2 separate regions of the Sus scrofa genome follow, and region 2 is linked to region 1. A link is a contact called in public Hi-C data. All regions are on one chromosome and are shown on one strand. Each heading gives the region's core, a stretch centred on a gene start, on an enhancer-like site or on the middle of the called end of the contact. The rest is flanking DNA. Distances are from core to core; before and after follow the strand shown. Region 1 holds the start of LOC102163023 (a long non-coding RNA gene). Region 2 has its middle 53 kb from the start of MIR190A.

Region 1 (7,414 bases), core at 3,440-5,939:
GGCTCACTTCATTCATTTTCAAGAAAATGTCTACCCAATTCCCAAAGGAATAATAGTTTGTCAGTTAACTATTCTTTCTTTTTTTTTAAGTTAGCCATTCTTCTAGGTGAAAATGGATCACCATTTAAAAAGTGGCTAATTCAGGAGTTCCCACTGTGGTACAGTGAGTTAAAGATCCAGCACTGTCTCCATGGTGGCTGGGGTCACTGCTGAGCCCGGCCCAGGGGGTTAAGAATTCAGTGTTGCTGAAGCTGTGGTGCAGGTAGCCACTGTGGCTCAAGTCTGACTCCTGGCCCACAGGGCGGCCAAAAAAAAAAAGGTTTATACTCACTGGTCAAGATTTAGTAGGAGTAATTTTTACAGCTTCATCAAGGACATTCTTAAGTGAAACAAGCTTCCCTCCTGCCCCATGAGTGCATGGTGATGAAGAATACAGTGACTGCTAGTTCAACGTGGTGCCATGGCTTTGATTTGTGTGAAAGTGACAGCAGTTTTACCCACCATCTCTTTTACACCATCTATACAAGTGTTAGCACAGTGAAAAAGGTAATGTCTTAGTATGGTGACGACGATGAAGAAAAAGAGGATGTGGAGAAGAAGAAAATATTTTTGAACACAGAAGCCCTGAAAACTTCTCCAATTCTACTCAGGTGTCTCATGGACCAGACTGAAGAACAATGAACTAAGGTAATGTACTTAATTGTTTATTAAAGTTCCCAAACTTAGAGAAATTATTTTTTAGCTTATAGATTTTTACCTAGTAAAAATTATTTTTTCTCAGTAGAAAAGAAAACTCTAAAAGTTAAAACTTTTTTATTGCCTCTTAAGCCATTGACCAGTTTTGTGTGTAACCCATGAATTGCATCCTAACATTCCTTTATTAAATTACGGATAAGTACACAGTTTCTCAAATTCTTTCTCTCTTTTCTTTTTCTTTCTTTCTTTCTTTCTCTCTCTCTTTCTCTCTCTCTCTCTTTCTTTCTTTCTTTCTTTCTTTCCTTCCTTCCTTCCTTCCTTCCTTGCTTCCTTCCTTCCTTCTTTTTTTCCAATCGCAGCCACAGGATGTGAAAGTTCCCAAGCCAGGAACTGGAGCCCAGTAGTGACAATGCCAGATTCTTAACCTGCTGCAACACAAGGGAGCACCTCAAACACTGTCTACACTGGTTTTACATCTTTCTGTTTCCCTCATTAATTGATGAACTCAGTAAAATCTTTGACACATGTTCATTTTATATGTGCATGAGTCATGATCTTAACTTTTTTCAAAATTGTCCTTTAGCAACCATCAGTGTTTCTATCACATTCCTATTGCTAGTGTTATTGAGCAAAATCTCCTTTTTTTTTTTTTTTTTTTCCCCGGGGCTGAACCTGTGGCATAGGGAAGTTCCTGGGCTAGGGGTCGAATCAGAGCTGCAGCTGCTGGCCTACACCACAGCCACAGCAATGCCAGATCCAAGCCACATCTGCAACCTACACCACAGCTCATGGCAACACTGGATCCTTAACCCACTGAGCAGGGTCAGGGAATAAAGCCCGAGTCCTCAAGGATACTAGTCAGGTTCATTATTGCAGAGCCACAATGGGAACTCCTGTGCAACCATTTTTGTCAAAGAAGGTTATAAAAGCATTTTGCTTTTTCATCCTTCGCTCGCCCCTTTCAAAAACAGTCTTATTATTCTCTAATTGCATTCTCAGGACTGGCCCTGGAGCCAAACTCCTAGTTCTACCCTTCACTAGAAATATGACCTTAAACTGTTTAATTTCTCACTTCGGATGCCTCATCTGTAAACTGGAGGTGATAATAATCTCTACCTCATAAGATTATAGAATGGATTATTGAGAACAAGGGGCGTAAAGCACCTGATGCTCGAAAGAACTCAATAGATGGTCGTTATTATTAACACAATGCTCAGCACCTAAGAGCTAAATAAATGCTAGTTATCATGGCTCAGAAGTGAGGTGATGGCTTAGGGGAGAGGCCCTCCTAAAATGATATTTTTAGAAGGAGGACAAGAAAGGAAATTAGTGGACATGCCCCTATGCCAGGCACTTTTCATACATCATGTAATTTCATCCTCACCCATTGTTGTAAGTCAGATATTATCATTCCAGAGCAGGACGAGGGTGAGGGGAGGGAGGTACCTAGAGGCCAAAATTAAGGAGGGAGGCACTCCCTCTCAGGGTTGTGCTGAGGGAAATGAGGCTCTAACAGGGTAGCTTGGTAACAGAGAGGTGAGCAGCAGAGATGGGATTTCCCCTCTGGTCTGCCAGCTGAAGCTGTGGTGTCGACCTGACATGGACCAACCATGGGGCTTCCTTGCTATGGGTTTTCACCCCTTGACCCCATCTGATGGTACAGATCTCTGAGAAACTGCCCAGCTTGTTCTGGAAGGTGCCCAGCTGTGATTGCCCCCCCATGACTCAAGTCCCTAGCAACCTAAAATGTTCTAACTTTCCTTTCACTGGAGGGCCCTGCTGACATAGCTGCACTTTCAGCTTCTTGAGAGTATCATAGCAATGGCCTCTTAAGATTTTCTCAGTGAGCCCAGATTCTAACAACTTCTAATAACTTAATAAGAAAGGCTTCTTAAGGCAAAACTGGGAATTTCTGATCTCTTCGTGAAAAGCTAAGCTTTTTGACCTCCCATGGCAGAGGATGCTTCTGGAGGCCACTCCTATCACTAGGACGAGTCCTTCAGGCCTGCACTTGGGATTGTTTTCCAACATCTTTACTTCAAGGTAAAATAGCTCTGGGGGTAAAAAAAAGCTGCCTTACCATTTAGTGTTGCCTGTTCCTGAAGATGGAAAGATTTACCCAGTGAACAGAGAGCTGAAGCCACACTTGACTTTGGGGAGCTTTCTCTGCGACTCCCTGAGGCGTTTGTGTGAATGACCAACATAAGGGCAGGCAAAACCTTTGAAGGAACAATGAAAGTCTGTTTGGATAAGCTTCCCTGGAGTCTGAGGGTAGACTCTACAAAGGTGCCCCTCCCTCCACTCCACCTCAAGAGAGGAGGCTGAGCAGAGAAATGAGTTATTGGGAAGGATTGTCCAAATAAAAAGATGACCTTTGTTTTGTTTTCAAGGTTTAGCGATTTCTCTAGGAACATGCTATGGTCTGGCTTGTGTCCCCCAAAATTCCTAAAGTGAAGCTCTAACCCCTAATGTGACTCTATTTGGAGATGGAACCCATTAGGAGGTAATTAAGGTTCACCAAGGTCATAAGGTGGGGCCCTGATACCATAGGATTGGTTCTTACAAGAGACATCTGAGGTCCACCATGTGATCTAGACAAGAAGAGGGTCTCACCTGAATCCGGCATTGCTGGCACTGTGATCTCAGACTTCCAACCTCCAAAACTGTGAGTAAATATAATTTCTATTGTTTAAGCCATGCAGCCTACAGTATTTTGTTATTGAAACCAGAGGTGACTAATACAAAACACTTGGTAATACACCCACAATTTATCCAGTTGGCTCCCAGATTTGCATCTGTATCTCTTTAATCCTCACCATCCAAGTAAGTAGGTAATAATTTTTGCTGGTTAATGGCTGAAATTAGAATAATAGACTCTTTGGATTATAGTCAAGTCCAGAGCTGGGTAGTCTTATATGGCACACTTAACCTTTTTGGGCATCAATTTCTTCAAGTGCAAAATGTGGAACGTATTAGTTCCTGCTTCACAGATTGCTTACGAGGATCTATTTCTGTGTCCACAACCCCCAGTGGGTGGTGTAGGCACTGACCAAGCGGGCCAGAGCCAAATCATATTCCTGGAAGTCAGAATTAGGGAGGCCAGAAAAGAGAGCACCAGAGGGGTAAGTATCTATGTTCTTAAACTGCATGAGGTTTCAGTGCTAAGACTGGGCATAGGGACTGGGCTCAAACAGGAAACACAGGTGAGCGCCTTACTGGGGAGAAGCATGTGCTGGACAAGTAGAACAGAACAATACTGAAGATTGCCACAGATTGCCTTATAGGATCAGATAAGATACGAATGGAGTGAGTTAGGTGACGCACCTAGCACGTGGTAATGATTGAAATCAGTACCAAAGGCATTAGTTTTTGTGTTAAAAACCCTTCTCCCACACCCATGATTCAAAGGGCAGGTTAATGATGAAGATGTTGATGAAGCAGGGGGTTTGATGAGGGTCGGGGTTCAGGTGTGCACTGGATGCAGTAGTTATTAAGCATCAATTTGCTTTCCTTCCTCCTTTCCCTTTCATGACGTAATTGAATATAATGGCCCTGTTGGTAGCTCACTGACCATGCTTCCCACGTGGGAGTCTTCAGCGTTCATCCCAGGATGTGCACCCCTCTCCCCACTGCCCTTCGGCTGAGCTGGGAGGCCAGGTCTCTGGGCCTTGGGTAGCAGGATGTTCCAGAAGGGCCCACATAGTTTAACAGAGGACTTTAATTAGGAACATTGAAGTGGTGCCACCAGGACCCTTAGGACTCTGGTTTGAAATCTTAGAAACTCTCTCCCAGTGAAGCAACCAAATGCCTTGTTACAGAAAAGCATTTTGAGAAAAATATATTCAGGCACATTATCATTAGACCAGAGAATCTGTTGTATCTGAAAAGGAATAAGGGCGAGGATTCAGACACCTGCCCAACAAAGACATCTTATCTGAAACAATAAGGCAGAGATTGTTCTGGACTCCCTTGCTTTTGCGCCCCAGGGTTGTTTGGCTTGAATGACTGCCAAAGCCTAAAGTTCAAAAGAGAGTCACCAGTGGGAAAGAGGCCAGCCTTCTTGGAGTTGGGTTCCCAGAATTCTCCCATTTATTGTCAAGCCTCTCACTCCAAGGTCAACCTGCTCTGGTTGGTGGTTCGGTTTTAGATACAGCCCCTCCCTGTACCATATAAAGACTGCGAGAGGGATTCTGACAGTAAAATCATCAACTATGTTGTCCATTCAAGGACCTAAACTTGGATATGTCAACTTCTTCCAGAAGCCACCACCAACGTCCTGTCTGAGGTTCATGAGGATGGGCAGCCCCTCGCACACTGAACACAGCTATTCTCATTAGGCTGTCATAACAGGAGCAAGCATTTCATCCTTTTAAAAGTGTTTTGTTGTAGTTGAATGCAAATATGAATTCAGTTGATAGGAGTTTAGGTAAGCCATTATGCTAAGCTTGGTTTCATCTTTGAGATCTTCCACTCTTTTGCTTAACACCCCCTGCCCGTGAAACATTCACCATGTCCTGCTGGGTTCTACCTCCGAGTTACCACAGGAACCAACCACTTCTCCATTGCCACCACACTGGCCAAGTCACCCTCATGTTTCACCTCTGTTACTGTGACAGCCTCCTAACTGTCCTCTCTGCCCCAAGTCTGCCCTCCCCTCCCCCACAAAATCTATTCTCTGTGCTCTCACCAGAACAGTGGTTTCAGCACCCAAGCCTCCCCTTGCTCAAAACCTTGTTGCTCCTAGGCTAAAACTCAGAACTTTTCCCCTGGCCCCTGCCTGCCTCTGCCTCCTCATCTTGACCCTTGTTCCCTGTCCATCCCTCTCTGCCTGCAGCCATATTAACCTCCCAGCTTCTTCCACCCTTCCCTCCACCACCCATCGATCACAGTTCAAATGGCACTTCCTAGGAAAGTTTCCCACGAGACCCCCTATCTAGGGCAGGTCTCTCTTTCAGTTTTCATTAACTGTGTTTTCTTTTCTTGAGAGTAATTACCTCCATTGTTACTTCCACATTCATGAGTGTGATTACATAATAAAGATCCATCTTCCCTTCTGGTCTCTAAGCTCCATGAGAGCAGAAGCATATCTGCTCACCATCATACCCGCAGACCTTTAACCCAGTCAGTGCCTGGCACAGAAACAGGTTCTCATGGAACATTATTTGGATGAATTTCTGAGAGGGAGACACCGAGTGAAAAACACAGACAGCTATGAATCAGAGCTGCTGTTGTTTTTCGAAAAGGTCAGTACATTTGAAGGGAAGGTAAATTATTTTCAAAACTTGGAGACAAGGTCACTCACAAAAATCAGCATGTAACAGATGAGATTATGTGTGCACAGAATCCAGAGTAAAAAGACCTAACAGCCTGTCAAAACCACACAGGCAAAAAATAAAAACAAAACAAAACAAAACAAAACAAAACCCACACAGGAAGGGCAGAGAGGATTTTGGACCCAAGAGTGTATGGTCAAAAGTCAGAGAGAGAGGGAGACGGCAGGAAGCAGTGAGGTCCTGGCATACCTGGGGTAAAAGCTGTCTCCTGACACTGGTTTGTAACACAGCCTGTGAGACCATGTTAATGAACAAAATTAATGGGGACCCAGGATGAGACAGATCCCTTCAGCAACCATAAAACATGATCTATAAATGTACCAGGATTGGAGAGTTGGGAGCCAGCCATATCTGTAAGTACAGAGCAATAACTGACTGTTGTGTGGTCTGCCTGATGGAAGTGCATGGCCTCTACAAGAAGGGAGGCTCATGTGTCAGAAGCTCCTGCTCCCTGCTTGTTGGATGGAGGACTGGTGCCCAGCTGGCTCATGGTTGGCGGATGACCCTGACCATGGAGATCATCCACACCACGGTCCTCTGGTCTCAGATTCCCCAAGCAGCCTCTGATCACAGACTAGACTTACAGAGACCCTTTCCTGCTCTAGTGGAGAAAAAAACTTTGTCTAGATACTCATGTTGCAACAGAAGAAAGGGTGGGGGGAAATGTAATTGTAATGTATACATGTAAGGATAACCTGATCCCCTTGCTGTACAGTGGGAAAATTAAAAAAAAAATTATAAAAAATAAAAAAAATAAAGACTGGCCCACTTCGGTAGGTTGAATAACAGCCTCCAAAGATGTTCACATCTGAATCCCTGGAATTGGTGAGTACATTACCTTAGGTTGCAAAAGGACTTTTGCAGACGTGATTAACAAGAATCTTGAGATGGGAAGATTTTCTTGGATTTTCTAGATAAACCAAAGATAATCTCAAGAGGGAGGCAAGAGCACAGGGCAGAGACACTGCAAGATGCAACACTGCTGGCTTTGAAAACGAAAGGGCCAAAGAATGATGGGCGTCTCAAGAAGCTGGAAAAGTCCAGGAAACATTCTCCTCTAGAGCCTGCAGAAGGGACGCAGGTGTGATTTAAAAGAAACTTGATTTTAGACCAATGAAACTGATCTCAGACTTCTGAACTCCAGAACTGCAAGATGATAAGTCTGTGTGGTTTGAAGCCACTAAGTTTGTAGTAATTTGTTACAGCATTAATAGCAAAGTAATATACCAGGTAACATGACTGTCTGGCCAACAGAATAGTACTTGGATCATACATGAGTCTCTAGAGAATTGTTTTCAATTCAGTTCCCATGGGCCAGACCACTGCTAGAGGAGTAGACCAAATTTCTGGATCTTCCAAGAACCAGTATTGTTGCCCCCAGCTTC
Region 2 (7,414 bases), core at 1,804-4,303, 220 kb before region 1:
CGTTATCCTCCAGCATGCTCCATCACAAGTGACTAGATATAGCTCCCAGTGCCATACAGCCAGATCTCATTGCTTATCCATTGCAAATGCAATAGTTTGCAAGCCTTCTGAGATTTTTGATTGGGATTATTTTGACTCAATCAATTTGGGAAAAACTGATATCTTAACAATACCTAATCCTTCCTGCTGCATATTACTTAATTTGTTTCCGTTTTCTTTGATTTTTTTTTGCTAGTGATTTTCAGATTTCAGCATATAGATCCTGTACAATTTAAAATTTAAATTCAGGTGTTTCATAGTTTTTCTTGCTTTGTTGCTGTAAATGGTGCTACTTTTCAAACTTAAAATTTCAATTGCTCATTGCTAGCATTTAGAAATACAATTGGTTTTATATGTTGACCTTGTGTTCTTAAACCTTGCTAAACTTATTAGTTCTAAAAGCATTCTTTGAGATTCTTTGGATTTTCTATGTAGACACTCATGCCATCTGCAAATTGAGACATTATATTTTCTTTTGTAATCTATGCATTTCTTCTTCTTGCTCTGTTATTTTGGCTAGAATCTCTAGTATAATATTGTATTGACCTTTACGTGATAGGCACTTTGATTTGAAGAGAGGCTTTGTTATCTCCACAAGATGATGTTGGAATTACTGTATTCTCCTAAGGAATTTTGATGCTAAGGAAATAGCTGTTGGCAATCAGCTCATTAATAACAATTGATCAACTGCTCGTGACTAAGATCCAGTACTCTGTGGTTTACAGTTATCACTTCATTTGATCTTTACATCAGCCTTATGAGATATTATCAACCCCATTTTTTTAAATGAAGAAACTGAAGCTCAAAGAATTTAATAAATTTGCCTAACATAGTACAGTGTATTCTTTTCAGATGCTGAATTCAAATCTGAATTACCTCCTATCTCCAAAGTCCATATTATTCCCACTATATTGGACTGCTTATGGTCCGAATTGTTTTCAGCAGATCCAAATCCTATCTACACATGAGAACCCTTTGAGGAGGTGTTAAAAATGATGACTACCTGAGGCCACCGGCCCCCAAAAAAGGGACCAATTAAATCTGAATCTGTGGGGCCTGGGCCTAAGTTTTACTTCTTATAAAACTACCAGGTTAACATTGAGCTGCAGTCAGGGCTGAGAGTGCTGGACCTGCTACTCCCACAGAGAGGGGTCCTGCTACCCTATAGCATAGTGACCATGGGTGCCTGCTCCTTGGATCTGGAGCAGTGGGCAATGAGTGCTTAGCAGGAAGCAACTGCTACATCTGCTTCAGACCTGGGAGGCTCAGGGCTATAAAAGGCAAAGCTTTCTCCTTCATTTATTAAATGCTAGTAAATCCAGGGAGTGTGTCATGGTATTTTAGCATCAACTTGTCACACATGTTTGTGCTGGCTTACAGTTAAAATCTTGATGGAAAACAGGTGGGACTCCTCAAAATGGTTGTTAAGGACTTAATGAGTTACAAAAGGATGCGAATGAAAAAGTCCAATGAGAAGAATGTTGCCATTTCAGAGGATATAGGGGGCAGGGGTGGGGAACTCTCATTTCTCAGAAGGGTTGGGTCTGCTGGGGCAGGTTTCAGAGAGGAAAGCCACGGTCCTTGCATCTCTGTGGGAGGCAAGAGTTTGCCTGAACTGTACTCCCTGGAGTAGCCATAGTTCCAAAGAAATGAAATCTTCTCTCTAACCTGGCAGATTGAGTCTATGGTTGAGTTACTAGCAGGATTAAATAGTTGCATTTTTAGACCAGTTATTACTAAAACTTTAGGATGCCTTTAGAAGTTTTCCCATCCTTGGTACAATATCCAATCTGAGTAACATGACCTTGTTTGAAATGTCCCTATAACTTGGACTACATAGTTGTTGTTATTATAAGTTTACTTTTACCCATAGTAAGGATAAAATGTACCTGGTGGCAAGTTTAAAAGATGCAGAATAGTAGGCATCTTAAGGCTGGGGAAAGGTGAGGCTAGAACTTTCACATACATCACCTCATTTAATCCTCACAAGATCCCACAGAGAGGAGAAGCATTATTCCTATTTTCAGATGAGAATCTCTAGTGATTTGCTCAGCGCTCCCACCTGGAGGCAGCCGGCCTCGCCCCAAAGCTTATTCTCCTGACACTACCCTTAAGATCAGAGAATCATAGCACAGCTTGGGATCTTTTACTTTGAGCTTTTCTTGTTTTTGTTTTCTGCGTTTATGCTTTTTAGGGCTGCACTCTCAGCCTATGGAAGTTCCCAGGTCAGGGGTTGAATCGAAGCTGCAGCTGCCGGCCTACACTACAGCCCCAGCTGCTCAGGATCTGAGCTGTGTCTGAGACCTATACCACAGCTTGTGGCAACACCAGATCCTTACCCACTGAGCAAGGCCAGGGGTCAAACCTGAATCCTCATGGATACTATTTGGATTTGTTTCTGCTGCGCCACGATGGGAACTCCCAGTCTTTCTTGGTTTTGAGTAAGCATTTTAATTTTTGATGTGATGTTTATGTTCCCATACTTTTGAACACATGAAAAACTCAGTTTTGCTTCCAGAGTTTTTTTTCCCTGTCAGTTTATCGTAGGAGTGGCTTTCCAGGTAGTTTTTAGCCTTGTACATTCATTTGGCACCCGACACACTGTTCGAATGCGAAGCTTGGAGGGGAGTTCCTCCCGGCAGGGAGTTTGTCTTGGCAAAATTGGCTGTTAATGAAACTCGGTTCAGAGAGCTCAGCACTCTCAGAGAGAAGAGCTGGGGGCTGTGGGAGCGAGTGAATGATTGACTGGAGGGCAGATCCAAAAGGAAGTTAAGAACTGGTTTTTCCCACCGCTTAGGTTGATTACAGCTCACCTCTTTTTTAGCAAACCACTATCCTGATTCTCTTTCAGAAGGGAGAGTTTTTTAAAATAAGGATTTTTTTTAAAAGAGACAGGATGACACGGGAAATAGAAACGAATGATCTTTCCATAGTTCTATGTAAACTCTAAGAGAGCAAGGGGTCTGTGCCGGCTTCTTGGAGGGAGTGGCTTGAGAACCGCCATCCTGGCTCTGCAAGCGCAGCAGGCAGGTGAAGGCTGTGGGAAGCGAACACAAAAGACAGATTGAAACAGGCCCCTGGGAGACAGGGCAGGTGGTGGAGAAAAGAGGCAGGCCTGGATTTCTGGCCCCAAAGGCGAACGCGGGGACCACGTTTGCCTTAGAACCCCGTGCATTCAGGCAAATTCCCAATCCACGAAGGAGAAGCTGGTCCATCTCTTTTATAACCTCGGTTTTCAGGTTAAGGGGACAAAACCCACTTCTACGTTTTTATGGCTAAGGTCTTGCCTTGGCTTTCCTTTTGCACAATGAGTTCATTGACCCACACTGGAGTCTGTGGGTGGGTGGGTGGAGCTCACAAACGTGGGCATGCCCACAACAGAGTAAACATTTCTCTATGCAAACTAGGATCCCTCTGCTTCCTTTCAACTTAAGGGTTTGGCTAGTTAACTGCCAGGGCTTCCGGTGGGCGATTAGCCCCAACCCTTTGCCAAATGTCCTGGGTTTTCTCCCTTTTGTATTTTGACCCTGTGCTTTTTGGCTGAAGTATAAAGGAAGGGGAAAATCTGAAATGTTTTCTCCAATGCTCAAAGCCCTGATTCCTACAGGGTGAATTGAAAACACACCAGAAGTGGCAGCAATATCTCTGCTTAGAAATCTGCAGGTGAAGGGTGGGGGGAGAGTCTGTTTCTCATTAGAATTCTTGGCAAAGCATTTTGAGGCGCATCTGGAAAAGAAGGGAGAAGGCCTGTCGGTGAATTTTGTTTAATAAGCCCCTTTCTTCCATCACTCGTCTGTTGGCGTTTCCCTCTCAAGGTCATCTGGGACCAGATTTCCCAATCCCTCTGTATCCCCCTCATGTGTCTGTACATAATCTGGGTATATTGCGTTTAAAGTGGAGAAATCAAATAGGGAAAACCTATTCCACTCACATTTTCCCCCCTAAATGTCCACTGAAGTTCTCCCACAGACAGTCTCACATTCACAAATGCAGTGAATTTCAAAGGCAAGTATCTGTAATAAGATCCATTATATTTATCCATGTAGAATTCATTTTCAGGGTAATATCTCAGCCACTGCTTTCATCTGAGCATCACAACATTTGCGTAAGTTAGCAGACCTCCATGTTACAGATGGGGAAAAGACAAAACAAACCAAGAAAAAAACAAAACTAAACTAAAACCCCCTGAGGCCCAGAGAGGGTTAGGTGACTCACACAAAGTTTCACAGCTAGTGAGAGGCAGAGCTGGGATTAGGAGTCTGATCCCAACCCACCACAGCACACTGTGGATTAGACCACATATTATTCCTCCTTGGAGCCTCCTCTCCCCAGCCCACACCCCGTCCCCTTTCCTGAATGTTTCAGGTCTAAGCTTAAATACCACTTCCTCCAGGAAGCCCTCCCTGATCCCACCTCATCCTCAGGTTAAGGTAGATCCCTGTTAGCATCCTGTGCATTTTTGTTCTTCATGGCACTTACCACAAATTTTAATGATAGTGTTGTGTGATTATTTGCTTAATATTTTACTTCGCCGGTCAGACCCTAAGTCCCCTGTGGACAGGAACTGTATCCAGTCTTATTAATCATTGAAGATGAATAAGATACCACTCAGCACAGTGCCTAGGATATGATGGGCTCCAACGCACCCACAATTTGTGAAATGAACAAATGAATGAAAATGTCCCCAACACAGTGGTGAAGGCTGAACCCGGCCCATCTTCCTAAGCTCCTCACTTAGCTGGTCAGTGAGGGATTTTCCAGGGAAATTTCTGGAGATTCTCGTTGACGCTGTCTGAAACCCTTTGGCTAAATATCAAGAAAGTTCTGAAAAGTTTAGAGGCTGGAAGACGAGGAATCATGCAGAATTTCTGCTTGTTGCCAGGCCAGGGAACAGAAGGGACAAATAGACCAGGCTGCCTGCAGAAGTTAGCTCATGACCCATGGGTTACACCCGGCTCCCCATCCCAGCTGTGTGCTCTGGGGGACCATCCCAGCTTCCTGAGTGGGTATCCAAGGGCAAAATTCAGAGTAATGGGCTGGTCTCCTTGGCCTTGCTCACCGGTCCTGTGGCCTGGGGGAGCTCCGGCACTTAGTTGGCCAGCATCAAAGGGAGATTGGGACACACCTCGACACATCACTTTGTCCACATGGGGAAACAGAGGATGGAAAGGGGGAGGAGCTGGTGTGGTGGCAGAGCTGGAACCAGAACCCAGGACACTGGACTCTTGGTCTGATACTCTCTTCTGTCACTCGGTCCATCAGAGGTGCACTCAGCACGTGGCATGTTCCCTTCTGTCCACACTGGATTCCCGAAGAGAAACACAAAGTCTTGAAAATTAGATACGCAGAAATTAAACATGGAAATTAAGTGTGAGGTATGGTCCCACCTTCCAGGAACTTACAGTTTCCTTGGAGAGTGAAACTAAATTCTCAAAACAGCGACTGATGGAAATGCTTGAGTCTAGGCCATTACCTGCTACATTGCATAGAACTGACCTAAGCACGGACCGATCTTGTAGGAAACTGGACCACCGTGCACACCTTGACCTGGAGTGCCTCCACAGCACAGTGAGAGCCACTGCCATGACAACACTGGATCCTTACCCTCTGTGCCACCAGGGAACTCCAACTTTATAACTCTTTATAGAAGACATCATAAAAGCCAGCTGCCACATTCAGTTACCCCAAGTTCATTCAGTTACCCCACTAATGTATACTTTTTTTGGTGACATTAACAGGGGAGGATAATGGGTCTGTATTGCCTCCACATGGAGACTTCAGAATTCCTGCCCAGGAGACCCAAGAGAAGGGGCTCTGGACCATCTGCTCAGAGACACTGAAGGTGACGATTACCTAATGTGCAAAGTAGCATTAAAAAGCCTGACCTCCCCAGTAGGACTGCTTGAAAAACTAGCAGTTTTTGGAAACAACCTCAGATATTTTATATTTTCTCATTTCAGTTCAACTGGCTGCTTTGTCTACTGTTCAGACAGAGCTGGCAGCTGAGAGGGGATGGGGAACAGGAAGACAGCTCCTGGAGGCCCCAGTGGGTCCTTTGCAGATGGCCAGTTATCCCCCAACTCTCTCCCAGGCTGCAAAGGAGAAGGATGTCTGCTACCTCCCTCCTCGCTTCCTTGATGCCTGGGGACCCTAGAATGAGGAGGGAAACACAGGCTCTCTATGTTATTGTAAACTTTTTCAACTGGTGGTTTTAATAATGGTTCTCTGCTATGCTGGGCTTGGTCTTTCAAAACCACTGACAGAGGAAATCAGTTCTGCTGCTGCTTCATGGGAAAGCCAGACAGAAGGTGATTCTATCCTCGGCCTGCAGGTGGCTGTCTTCTCGACATACCCTCACATGGCTGAGAGAGGAAACTCTGGTCTCTTCTTCTTGTAAGGGCACTAATCTCACACGGAGGCCCCATCCTCATCTTCTCTTTTAACCTAATTGCCTCCCCAAAGCCTCACCTTCAATGCCATCTCACTTGGGGGTTCAGGCTTCCACATATAAATTTGGGGAGTGGGAGACACAGGCAGCCCAGGGCACTTAGGAATTCTTCTTGGAAAGAGCCAGGCAATTACCTGCTCATGAGTCAGTGAAGGCAGTAGTTCTAAGTTCCCTCATTCCCCAACATGCTCAGGTTCCTGTGGACTAAGACCAGGCCCATCCACAGAGGCACAAAGGAAAGCAAGTCTGAGCAGGGTCCATAACCTTCCGCACAGGGGGGCTTGGTTGGCTGGGAAGGTCAGGGACCCTCATCACCTTCTTTCCAGTAATAGCTTAAATTATATGCCTGAGTAAAAGTTAACGCAAAACACGAACTTGAGGGGGCCAACTTGAATATATAAACTTTTAGGAATACCAATGGAAAAGTCAAATCCTACTAATGATATTTAGTTTAATATTTCCAACAAGGAGTTCCCATCATGACGCAGTAGAAATGAATCCAACTAGGAACCACGAGGTTGGGGGTTCAATCCCTGGCCTCAATCAGTGGATCAAAAATCCAGCTTTGCTGTGAGCTGTGGTGTGGGTCGCAGATGCGGCTCAGATCTGGCATTGCTGTGGCATAGGCTGGCAGCTGGAGTGCCAGTTTGACCCCTAGCCTGGGAACCTCCATATGCCGTGGGTGCGGCCCTAAAAAAGGACAAAAAAGACGAAAAAAAAATTTCCAACAAACATAAAACCACATATGATAAAAAAATCACAGAGCAAGATTACTTTTTCCCCTCTCTGGCATGTCATGAAACAGTTTTGTTCAAAATTCTCATCTTCACCATCACTGTCTCCCTCACAGCAGCTTCTCCCACAGTTTTCCAGAACCCATTGTCTTTTACCTCCTACATTGCTTGGAATTCAGCACTTTGTGAATCT

What was found. Hi-C and Micro-C count contacts between places; a contact is called where the count stands out from the background.
Region 2: a contact with region 1 is called in a Hi-C map of liver, with 5 times the contacts expected there. The contact joins two enhancer-like sites. A contact is called at or near these places in 4 of 47 Hi-C or Micro-C datasets (fetal skeletal muscle, liver and mesenteric adipose tissue).

Annotation. Positions count from the first base shown.
Region 1 is chr1:108,946,861-108,954,274 of Sscrofa11.1, reverse strand. LOC102163023 (a long non-coding RNA gene) reads left to right here and starts at 1,532. Exons shown (of 5, transcript XR_300930.3): 1 at 1,532-6,382. Within about 2 kb of position 4,689, at least 12 of the 83 cell types and tissues checked have an H3K27ac peak or open chromatin away from gene starts, as enhancers often do. A contact at or near this core is called in liver, where this site is marked.
Region 2 is chr1:109,168,385-109,175,798 of Sscrofa11.1, reverse strand. No RefSeq gene overlaps it. Among named protein-coding and RNA genes, the nearest start is that of MIR190A, 53 kb to the left of the region's middle. Within about 2 kb of position 3,053, at least 15 of the 83 cell types and tissues checked have an H3K27ac peak or open chromatin away from gene starts, as enhancers often do. A contact at or near this core is called in liver, where this site is marked.